Regions from separate parts of the Mus musculus genome. Here all the other regions are linked to region 3. The links are chromatin contacts, called in public ChIA-PET and Hi-C maps. All regions are on one chromosome and are shown on one strand. The core of a region is the stretch at or near the end of the contact, and the rest is flanking DNA. Distances in the headings are between cores, read along the strand shown.

Region 1 (2,700 bases), core at 56-2,555, 190 kb before region 3:
TCTAAACGGCGTTGGGTCACCAGTGGACTGAAGATATTAGTACTCATAGCATCCCTTTCCACACTCCCTGAGAGGTTGTCATGAGTGAGAATTGTCATAAAGGCACAGGATCAACAAGACTGAGGTTTCTTGGGGTGTCAACAACAAAGAACGTTGGCTACAGGTGGGGAAAGTACCGTAGTGCCCTTCCACCTGCTATGCCCAAGAAGTGCCCTCAACGGTGGTGGCAGGTGCACCACCTCCAACGTTGCTGTGAAGTTAGGGATGCTCACTAAGCATTTCTTGACTGAGACCCAAGAGACAAGTATGGGAGTTTCACATCGCCCTCTCTCTGTTTCTCTCTCTCTCTCTCTCTCTCTCTCTCTCTCTCTCTCTCTCTCTCTCTCGCCCTTTCGAGGACTTTGGGGTCATCATGCTCTTACCCAAATGGCTGCAAGGTTCCAGTGATTCTGGGAGTAAGTGTGGCTGACTGGGTGCTTGGCTGCTCACGGTGGGCCTCCCAGAGCCTTGTATGGCCATGAACTTTTACCCAGAGAAAGCCCATGTTTAGCTTCAGAATGGTTCCCTGGGGTCAGCCTTTACCGTAGTTCACAGTCCAGCACCCCCTAGGGGTTAATTTTACCACTCTAAGCTAGGAGGGGCTGGAATAGAGGACCACAAGGAGAGGAAGAGAGAGAGAGAGAGAGAGAGAGAGAGAGAGAGAGAGAGAGAGAGAGAGAGAGAGAGAGAAGAAGAAGGAGAAGGAGAAGGAGAAGGAGAAGGAGAAGGAGAAGGAGAAGGAGAAGGAGAAGGAGAAGGAGAAGGAGAAGGAGAAGAGAAGAGAAGAGAAGAGAAAGACAGAGACACAGAGAGTGGAGAGACTGAAAGACAGACAGAGACAGACTCAGAGAAGGGAGAGCTCGCAGGCTTGGGGAAGTGGGATGCTGCTTTTTGCATGAATTTATCTTTTTTTTTTCTTTCGTTTTTTTGGCAAACCACAGACCAGCTACACATTTTTTGGCAGTTTCCTGAGGATAAGCTTCGTATTTTGAGACAGGAAAAAAAAAAAAAAAAGGAAGAGTGGGAGTCTGGGGAAGAAATGAGACAGAAAGTAGTTGTTCGCTCTCCCATGAGCAGACAACACACACACACACACACACACACACACACACACACACACACACACACACACACACACACACACGACTCCTGGCAATAAGGAAGTGAGACTAGATCTTTTTCATGAATGGGGCTCAGCTCAGTCTTGCTGAACTTCCGCTCTCCCATTCACCAGCATTCAAATTTCACCTTCTGACCATCCAAGACAGCTGGCTGCCGGCCCAGGCGCTGGGAGCTGTTTGAGATCATCCTCCTGCCCACAGGAAACTGGGCGCTAACAAGAACCTTCCTTCCTGCGCTGCCGAATCCAAAGTGACCGGGATGTTTCCGGAATACCGACCTGAGGGGCACTGGCCCCTGGACTCCCCGCGCCTCCCCCCCTCCCCAGCCCTTTTCCCCAGGACCTTGCTCATCTCTGAGGAAGCTCAGAAATTCCAGCGCTTCTGCAGGCGACTGTGAAGGACGCTGACTCTCTGGGTCCGTTAATGCCTGCCTTGCAATTAAGCCAGGGGAAATGACAGTCAACATTCTGGAGGGAACACCTCACGGCCCTTCCCATGGGGTGTTGGGGCAGTTCACTGTGCTGTGGCCTGCCAGTGTGCCCCTCCTGTTCATCAGGAGGTAGCAGAGGGTGCCTGGGTTCCTCGAAATTTCCCTGTGGAAATCATTCCAAGGGGTGCCTGTATGTCTATGTAGTGGGAAAGCAAGCTGGAGGGCTTTGTCTTATTTTGCTGGTCCGCAGTTTTCTGCTTGTTGAAGGGACAATCATAAAACACTCCCAGAGCGGAGTTACTGCAAACACTGAATGGCCCAAAGTGAAAGATTCGGTTTCTAAGGCAGAGTGATGCTGGCCGCCAGCAGAGCAGTTGCCACTATTGAGAGAGAATGATGGCTTCCAGCAGCGGTGGGTGTTATAGATTTGTGGCCAGTAGGGGGCGTGCTAGTTACCGTTCTGCTGCTATGACAAAATACCCCGACAAAAGCAATTTAAGGAAGGAAGGAAAGACTTTGGCTCACAGTTGCAGGGTGCAATCCATCAGGGCAGGGGAGTCGGAAGCTTGAGGCAACTGATCACATTGTACCGGCAGAGTCAGAGAGCAGGAAGCCAGATGAACGTTGTGTTTGGCTTGATATCTCCTTTTTATTCAGCCCAGGACCCAGGCCAGGGGACGGTGACACCCATATTCAGGGTGAGTCTTCCCACCTCAATCTAATGAAGAGAGTGGCTCACAGAGCATGAGGCTAGCCCAATCTAGGAAATCCCTCCCAGGTGTGCCTAGAGGCTTGCCTCCTCGGGGAATACAGAGTCTGTCAGGATGACAGTCCTCACAGGATGAAGACAGTGACAGGTAGGGCAGACATGACCCCTGACTTGGAAACAAAGGAAGAAGAAGAGACTGGTAGGGAGAGGTTTTTTTCTCCTTTCCCTGCCTTCTCTTCTGTAGCCCCTTGTAGTGGAAAATGAAAAGGCCACCAGGTTCTTGTCCCCTCCTGAATGCTTAGTTTGTTACACAGACTCCCTGGGCTTCACATCAGATGAGTTGTAGACATTCCAGGAGGCAGGGGCATGGCTGAAAAGACCTCTAGAATTCTTCCCTACTT
Region 2 (2,700 bases), core at 181-2,680, 230 kb before region 3:
TTGGTCCCAACCTCATTCAATTCTATCAGTTTTCCTAGAAGAAACAAATCCCAGCTCAGGCCCAAGCTGAGATTTGTTTAGCATTATCTAGGTGAAAAGCCACTGTCCTAGAGGGGTGTCTGTAGTGACAGAGGGGTGTATGGAGAGATCTAGAGAGCTGGGCCTCCTTTGAGGGATCCCACTGCAGGGCAGGATGAATCCTGGGTGTCTCTCCTGGGGGCAGACGGTCTTATGGAAGGTCTCATCTGCTGGGGACTGTCCTGTTGGGCAGGTTGAAGACCCAAGAGTACTGGTATGAGTTATGAAACTTTTTATCAAGACTGTGACAAAACGCCCGACAGAATGACAGGGGACAAAAGGCCCATTTTGGTTTATGGCTCTGAAGATTTCAGTCCACTGTAGTGGAGCCAGAAAAGAAGCAGATGCTGATACAGGAAGCCAGGAGCCATAAGTCCCTAAGGCTCCATGCCAGGATGACTGATTTCCTCCAGCCATGTCCCACCTCCTAAAGGTTCCACAACATCCCACAAACAGCCGCTAGCTGGGACAAAGCGTTCAGACACCTGAACCTGTGGAGAGCATTTCACCTTTAAAGGACAGCAGCAGAAGCACAGGATTACATGACAGTGACAGTCCACCTTGTGTTCTGAAATAAAATCTCTTACTGGGATCTGGCTTCATGCATTAGACTAGGCTGTCCGGCAAGCTCCAGGGATTCTCCGGTCTCTGTTGTCCCAGCCCAGGGATCACAGACACCAGCCACAGCTTTTTATGTGGTGCTAGAGATTCGAACTCAGGTCCTCATGCCTGCACTTTACAGGCGGTTCTACCCATGGAGCCATCTCCTCAGCCACAGCAGGTCTGTGTTCCGAAACACTGGACAGCGATCGAGATGAAAGGGAGAAGCCCATACCTTTTAGAACTCAGGGCCTTGTTCCAAATCAGCATAAACTGTGGAGCCGATGGCACAGCTCAATGGTAGAATGTGTGTCTAGCAAGCGGAAGGTTGTAAATTCAAGCCCCAAACCTCTCCTACCCATCCCCCACCAAAAAGAAAAAAAGAAAGAAACAGAGAAAGGGGGGAAATTGAAAATCCACAGGCTAGCTGGAGCACAGGTGCGGGTCAGGAGGGACACCCGGCAGCAGCAACAGAAACGGGTCCTTCTGTTGTTCTGTAACATTCAGGATGGGTATGAACATTGCTGACATGGGGAAAAAAATCTCCAGGGTGTTGTTAAGTGGAAAATGTCAGTACCAAAGCAACTTGGAGGAGGAGATTCTCTTTATGTAAATAAAAAACAAGCACTAAAAATAGTCAGAGATGCACACATTTGAGAGAAAATGTTGAGAGCAGACGTCAGAGAGAAGGAGGGGGCCCCTGGGAGGGGATCAGCCTGGAAGTATCTGGGATGGGGCAGAGACTCTGGACCATTTCCCCCACATCTCATTCTCCCTCCTCCGAAAGCACTTACGATGAACACATGGTTCTATAATGTGAACATAATGAAAATGTGCTTGCTTTGTCATGAGACGTGAAATCCCTCTGGAGCCAAATTCTGGGCGTGGGAGAGTCGTGTGAGCGTTTGCCACATACTCGTTCTGAGCCTCAGTCTCCGCATCCCTGACCAAGGGATGATGGTATTTTATGCTCTATTATTGGACTGGGGTAATATTCAAAGAACGGAGATCTCTTGCCTGGGTGTTGGTAAAATACTCGGAATTGATGAGAGCAGACATTTTGCTGAATTCGGGTTTTACTGAGTACACATGGAAATGACTTACTTCGCAGGGATTCCTGTTGAGAAAGAATGAAAGTGAGCAACTCGGAAAGCACAGCAAAGACAACACTGTAGTGAGTGGGCGTAAGGGAATGACCACACCTCCCGTTTGTAGACCACACCTGCCTCTGCTTCCTTCTTGCAGAGATCCCTTTATTAAATGCATAAGAAGCAAAGGATGTGTATGTCTTGACCCCCAACACTTCAGAACATGACTCCATTTGCAAGTAGGGGGACTGTAGGTAGAATTAGCTGAGACCATTGCTGGTGTAGGGTTTTTGTTGTTTTTTTTAATATTTATTTATTTTATACATATGAATGTTTGCCTGCACATATGTCTGTGCACCACATTCTTGCCTGGGGCGCTCAGAGGCCAGAAATGGGCACTGGATTTCCTAGAAATGGAATTGGAGATGGTTGTGAACCATCTTGTAGGTGCTGGGAATTGAATCCCAGTCTCGTGAGAGAGCAGTATGTGATCCTAGCTGTTGAGCATCTTTCCAGCCCAGTGGTCTTAATGTAATACTATTGGTAGCTGGGAAAGAAGAAGAGAGGAAGAAGAGACAGACGCATAGGGCAGGGTGCTGTGCAGCTGGTGAGGGAGAGGAGAGCTCACTGAGGTGAGCAAGGTTGAGGATTCTCAGCAAATCACCAAAGACAGGAAGAAACAAGGATAGTGCATCCCTCCCTGAGAGGTTCAGGAGGATGTATCCCTGTCACACCTCCCTTTTGGACTTTTGGCTTTCAAAACTGGGAGGAAAGAGGTGTCTGTCTTTTGTGCGTATGTGTGTGTGTGTGTGTTGGGGGGCGATCATGCATACAAGTTTGTAGTATACGTGCACGTGTGTGTGTGTGTGTGTGTGTGTGTGTGTGTGTGTATCCATCTTAGTACTTTCTTTTTGTTATGCCTGCCTCTGCCTCC
Region 3 (2,700 bases), core at 133-2,632:
CAGAGACCTAGGCAGGAGGGGCATAACTCAGTGGTGGAAGAGGTGTTTAGCATGTGTGAGGTTCTGGGTTCATATACCCAGCCCAGCCCGACTCCCGACACATGGCCTGAAATACAGGAAGAAGTGTGTTCTGGATGAGAACTCATTATTTTGAAAAAAACTGAAAAAGAAAATTAGGAGATATTTCTTATCAAAGAGCAAGTACATTAGGAATCTATACATTATAATAGCATGGCAAAGCATAGGAATAAGCAGAGGATTAGCAGATAAGAATATTCAGGAATATATGTATATATGCATATGCATGCAAATTTAGCAAATGTACTTCAAAGTAGTAAGAAAAAATAATTATGCTATGCAATAAGTATTTGGGCAACTGGTTAACCATTTGGCAACAATTTTTAGAATTTCTTATTGAACAGTATCATTTCTAAGAATTCGTTCCAAAGAGGTTAATGAATGTCTGAACAAAAATAGTGATTATAGTAATTTTTGTTACATAGTAACTTGTGTCTCTCACAGTAGATTATTTAAGATATGTGTGTAACATGTAAACTATGGAATGCTATAGTCTGAAGAAATAGATTCATACACATGGGAATGGAAAAATATATTAAAATGTAAAAAACAATCAGGTTCTGAATCTGTGGTCATTCTTTGACCTATTTTTAAAAATACACCTATAGTCTCACACTACTTCTTTGCCTTTAAGAATATTCTTCCATCGTACCTCTTTTGTGACCGGTGTAAGAACCTATTTGAGGCCTTAGCATTCAAGGCACTCAGGTAAACCTGCTTGGAAACCTCCATATTTGCCATGCTGTCTAAAATTTCACGTTTTTACATTCTTGCGTTTCCAAATTACTTTTTGCTTTCTTCTGTCGATTCTAAAATCCACGAGGACAGGGACAACATATTGGTCAGTGTTCACGTCCAAGCCCAGTGACACGTGGCCAATAGCTCCCTTTATTTATTTATTATTTTCTAGATTGCAAACACCTAAGCACCTGATTTCAGCAAGCTCATTTACACCCTCAGGTAGAACTATCATCACCTCCAATTCGAGGATGTTGCAAACAACAAAGAGGTTTGAAGCTTTAACCTTTAAGCCATTGGTCGAGTTGTGCTTCTCAGGCCTAGTACTTGGTTGGCCACTAAACTCGGTATAAGGTGATCTTTAATAAACGTAGGTTCTGCATGGAGGAAACGCAGCCTGCCACGCTTGACGATCACGTGGTGGGTATGATGGCCGGCTTCAAACAGCTTTACCACACAGGTAAAGGCGGCCCGCGACAGCACGCGCGGAAGTTCCAAGGGCGCCATAGAGGCGGAGCGAGTTTGCGGTGGGCGGGACCGCCACTGATTGGCTGGATCCAGGCGGAAGTCGGGAGGTTCGATGGTCCGAAGACGCCAGCTTGTGACGGGGAGGGGGAGAAGGAAGGCTTCCGTAAAGGGTGCCTTTCGGTCCTTTCGCTCCTGGGGACCCTCGGAAAAAGCCCACCATATCGACCCCACGGCTAGCCCCTCCCCCAGGCTCTCTCCGCTCGATTTCGCACCGTTATGTGGGAAGCGAATCCGGTGAGTAGCCGGCGGGACGGGGCGGGCCCAGTGGGCGGGGTTGCCTGAGAAGGGCGGGGAGGCGTTCCCGGGAACTCGCCCCCGCGGTGCCTCAGGCTGGGGGTTTGCGTTCCGGGGTCGTGGCTGTCCCGCTTCGCGGGGGCCTCCTGCGGGCCGTGGACTCGCAGCTTTGAGCCGTGGGAGCGTTCGGTGGCCGCTTCTACGCTGTTGCTTTCCTTTCCCGATTGTTGATTTTACTTCCGGGGGCTTCTCTGTCTTCGCTTTTTTCCCTCATTTTATATTTTGTATTCTGCTTTCCAGTTGAAGTTACTGGCTTTCGAACCTGCTAGTTCCTTTCGACCCCCGCACCCTCGTTGCTCCTTCTTTTTGGAGCTACAGAGCATGGAGGATCCTCTATATGAGTTTCAGGGGATGACGTTCTTAAATGTTTTCTTTCCGTGGTTAGAACAATGATCTGGAATCCTTTGTTTGCCTTCAGTAGGTCTTATGTCTGCAGGCATTTTTTTTTAATACTTGCTTTCATTCATTGGTTCGTTCGTTCATTCATTCGTTCGTTCATTCAAACTCCTACCCGCCATGAATGAGGATTCAGATCTATTTGTCAAGAGTATTCAGATCTTGTTATGGGAATGTAATAGTGAGAAAAATGTACGCTGAACTTAAAACTTCGGGGTCGATGGGCAGAATCGCATTTCAAGAAATTTGTGGACTTAGTTTGTGAAACTACCTCAGAAGCTGAGCTAACCATTAATTTGACTTCAATAACCCTCTAAGTCAATACTTGAAGTAACCCTTTTGCTTTCCCTCACAAAACCAGTAACCTACTTCCTACTTAAGTGTATTATCAGTTAAGTCTATCAGTAAATTTTCCCACGTCTGAAAGTTAGTACCTGATTAGAAATGAGCCCATGAATTGGGATTCAGTCCACATTGTAGTTCCATTCCATCCCATTCCATCATGACAGTTACCAGATAGTTTTGATTCATACACTAATACTGTCATCAGATCAGGGCAGAGGAAAGTATACGTTTGGATGTGATTTTAGCAAAATTGGGATAGCTGTTCATACATACACGCTGTTCACTGTTAACTATTAAGTGTCATCAGTATCCATCTCTTAC
Region 4 (2,700 bases), core at 98-2,597, 210 kb before region 3:
CTGCAGTTCACTTTTCCTTGATATGTTTTTGACTCCTTTGACAAACATTGGGAGTCCACAGTTCTGCTGGCTTATTTCTGAATCCTCTACTGGGCTACATGATTGTTTCCATCCCAGAGACATGTTGCTTTGTTACAAAGGAGTTGTTCTTCCTGTGGAAGACTCTGTTGGTTATGTGGAGTCTTTTATGTTTCTGTGTGTACTTTAGGGTTGTTTTGACTAGTCCTGTAAAAAAAATGCCATTGGAATTTTGGTGGGGATTGTGTTGAATCTGTGGAATCCTTTGATTCCCAGCACCCATTGTGGCACACAACCACCTGTAACTATAGTACCAAGACACCTGATGACTCTTCTGGCCTTTGAACATTGCATGCATGTTATGCACAAACATACATGTAGGCAAAACATCAATATACATACAAAATGGAATCTCTCCCTCCCTCCCTCCCTCCCTCCCTCCCTCCCTCCCTCCCTCCCTCCCTCCCTCTCTCCCTTCCTTCTTTGAGACAAAGTCCCACTGTGTAGACCAGGCTCACCTTAAACTCACAGAGATACACAACACCTGCCTCTGCCTCCCTACTGCTGGGAGGCCTGTGCCACCATATCTGGCCACAGCTGTATTTTTGTTGACATTTGTTTCTCATGTGTGATGTTGGGTATGGAACATAGGGCCTCAAGCCTACTTCCACTGAGCCATCTCCCAGCTGTGGGAGTGTGTGTGTTCTGTTTGTTTGTTTAATGTATGTGAATACACTGTCATCCTCTGCAGACACACCAGAAGAGGGCATCAGATCCCATTACAGATGGTTGTGAGCCACCATGTGGTTGCTGGGAATCGAACTCAGGATCTCTAGGAGAGCAGTCAGGGCTCCAGACCATTTCCATGTTTTTTGTTTTGTTTTTATTATTATTATTATTATTACATATTTTCCTCAATTACATTTCCAATGCATTTCCATGTTTTTAACTTGAAGGGTAGTAAGCCGTTGTAGAATTGACATAATACACACTCAGATATTTAGCTATTGTTTATGTCTTGGATCAATTCTCCAAACAGAATAATTGTTTCTTATCTAATTAGTAGAGTCAGTCCTGTAAAAAGGAATGAATGTAGATTAGTCATAGGAGTGCCATCTCTTCCAGAAGTGCCTAGGGACTCCTGCCTGTGGCTTCTATGAGGCAGTGGAGGGTGGATGGGGTGTGGGGAGGGAACGTGCAAAGGTCTGTGGCACTGCACAGTGGGCCCCCCTCAACCCAGGCTTTATAAGGGTTCAGAGTTGGGCTGGGAAGGGTGAGGCTCTGAAGGAGCAGCCACGCCCCAGGCTTACTGGGGCAGAAGGTGCAGAAGTGGGCTGGCTTTCACTTTCAGTTTCCATTCCATCAAGACGAAACCAGTCAACAGTCAGATCTGTCCCTAACAGGATTTCTCACCCAGGCCTCCAGGAGGTAAACAGATGAACCTGCCTGAATGGGCTCAGTGAATCCAAGGATTGACACCAAACCTGGGTGAGCTTGGGCCCTTCTCCAAGACCCCCTATGCTATGAAAGCCAGTCTGAGTGGATCTATACAGCCCCAGCTGGGTCTTAGACACTGGCTGACTGCACTGTGTACCTGCTGATACTGGGTCTTTAGAGGTGACTGAGAGTTAGCTTGGTCTTGAAGGTTAGGGAAAGACCACCATGTGAGAGCGAGCAGGAATTCTCTGTTCCTGGCACTTTACCCCATAATTCTCATGGGATTCACCATGGCCCAAGTGCAAGATTGTCAGCTGGGATATCTATGGGTCACTTGTGAATCCTCAGGGTGACTCTGATCCACTGGTCTAGTGTCTCCAGAGCTTGGTGTCCTCTTATTTTGAACCCCCGTCTTCAATAACTCCTGTGTTTCTGTTTTTGTTTTTTTAAGAAGGCTTAGATCCTCTCATACCCTCCATGTTCCAGGTGGGCATTTTGTCTTGGTAGGCTTTTTATTTTTGTTTTATTTTTATTTTTTTAGAAAAAGAAATTTGAATTCAAAACAAAGAGCTAAATTTGCTCTGGGCTGGCCAAGGACTAAGTTGTAGAAACCTAAACTCAGGGCCAGGTGACCTCATTGCGCAACGGTAGCGTGTCTGACTCCAAACTCAGGGCCAGGGTGGTCAGCATGTCCCTCTGCCTGGGAAAAGTCCTGGTTTATGCCTGCTGTCTACATAATTAATGGCTGACCCTTTCACTCTAGAGAATCTTGGATGGGATAATAAATTATACGGCTCCCTATTCAGAGTCCCTAGCCATAGATCTGACCCCTTCACAGAGGTTAGTGAGGTGCTGACGGGGACAGACATGTGGACGGTGAGCCCACAGTGGGAGGGTCAAAGGAGACAGCCCAGATAGGATCTTTATGAAAGACTCCCTCTGCCTTTAGGACAATGCTGTAGACCATTGGTAGGCTCAAGAAGAAAACGGTAATGGCTGACTTCCATCCACAAAGCATCAGTTTCAGCAGGATTGAATGCTTGATACAACTTTCCCTAGGTATACAAGCACTCTCCACAGCCCACTCAGATAAGCCCGACCATAAGGCAGCCACCAGAGGCATCAGGTGGAATAGGTAGGACTCTCAACACACGAGGGCCCCAGGAGTCCAGCCACCCAACCTAGTCTGGCCTCAAAGCATTATGAACATAGCCTTTGGGAATCAAGACCTTTCTGAAAGATCTT

What was found. Hi-C and Micro-C count contacts between places; a contact is called where the count stands out from the background. ChIA-PET counts read pairs in DNA pulled down with a chosen protein or histone mark.
Region 1: a contact with region 3 is called in an RNA polymerase II ChIA-PET map of memory CD8 T cells, with 245 read pairs. The contact joins the enhancer-like site here to the promoter of Parp11 in region 3. A contact is called at or near these places in 24 of 39 promoter capture datasets (the 3T3-L1 cell line, 3T3-L1-derived adipocytes, the C10 cell line and 16 more), 4 of 15 datasets of contacts at CTCF or cohesin (CD8 T cells, embryonic stem cells, large pre-B cells and 1 more), 62 of 484 Hi-C or Micro-C datasets (B cells, the C10 cell line, CD4 T cells and 34 more), 18 of 115 datasets of contacts at active chromatin or transcription factors (the 230-238 cell line, astrocytes, bone marrow-derived dendritic cells and 11 more) and 4 of 9 other capture datasets (adipose tissue, embryonic stem cells, liver and 1 more).
Region 2: a Hi-C map of cortical neurons shows a contact between it and region 3, with 2.6 times the contacts expected there. The contact joins the enhancer-like site here to the promoter of Parp11 in region 3. A contact is called at or near these places in 6 of 39 promoter capture datasets (the C10 cell line, the HPC-7 cell line, cranial neural crest and 2 more), 2 of 484 Hi-C or Micro-C datasets (both in cortical neurons), 4 of 115 datasets of contacts at active chromatin or transcription factors (T-cell acute lymphoblastic leukemia, astrocytes, large pre-B cells and 1 more) and 1 of 9 other capture datasets (liver).
Region 4: a Hi-C map of CD8 T cells shows a contact between it and region 3, with 2.6 times the contacts expected there. The contact joins the enhancer-like site here to the promoter of Parp11 in region 3. A contact is called at or near these places in 10 of 39 promoter capture datasets (the 3T3-L1 cell line, the C10 cell line, the HPC-7 cell line and 6 more), 2 of 15 datasets of contacts at CTCF or cohesin (CD8 T cells and pro-B cells), 13 of 484 Hi-C or Micro-C datasets (B cells, CD4 T cells, CD8 T cells and 6 more), 10 of 115 datasets of contacts at active chromatin or transcription factors (the 230-238 cell line, CD8 T cells, the SCID.adh cell line and 6 more) and 3 of 9 other capture datasets (adipose tissue, liver and macrophages).

The regions. Positions count from the first base shown.
Region 1 is chr6:127,264,981-127,267,680 of GRCm38.p6, forward strand. No RefSeq gene overlaps it. Among named protein-coding and RNA genes, the nearest start is that of Gm38404, 42 kb to the right of the region's middle. Within about 2 kb of position 1,306, at least 175 of the 459 cell types and tissues checked have an H3K27ac peak or open chromatin away from gene starts, as enhancers often do. A contact at or near this core is called in the 230-238 cell line, B cells, CD8 T cells and 30 more, where this site is marked.
Region 2 is chr6:127,217,776-127,220,475 of GRCm38.p6, forward strand. No RefSeq gene overlaps it. Among named protein-coding and RNA genes, the nearest start is that of Ccnd2, 68 kb to the left of the region's middle. Within about 2 kb of position 1,431, at least 11 of the 459 cell types and tissues checked have an H3K27ac peak or open chromatin away from gene starts, as enhancers often do. A contact at or near this core is called in cortical neurons, where this site is marked.
Region 3 is chr6:127,452,245-127,454,944 of GRCm38.p6, forward strand. Parp11 (poly (ADP-ribose) polymerase family, member 11) reads left to right here and starts at 1,383. Exons shown (of 9, transcript NM_181402.4): 1 at 1,383-1,578.
Region 4 is chr6:127,244,679-127,247,378 of GRCm38.p6, forward strand. No RefSeq gene overlaps it. Among named protein-coding and RNA genes, the nearest start is that of Gm38404, 62 kb to the right of the region's middle. Within about 2 kb of position 1,348, at least 150 of the 459 cell types and tissues checked have an H3K27ac peak or open chromatin away from gene starts, as enhancers often do. A contact at or near this core is called in the 230-238 cell line, B cells, CD8 T cells and 15 more, where this site is marked.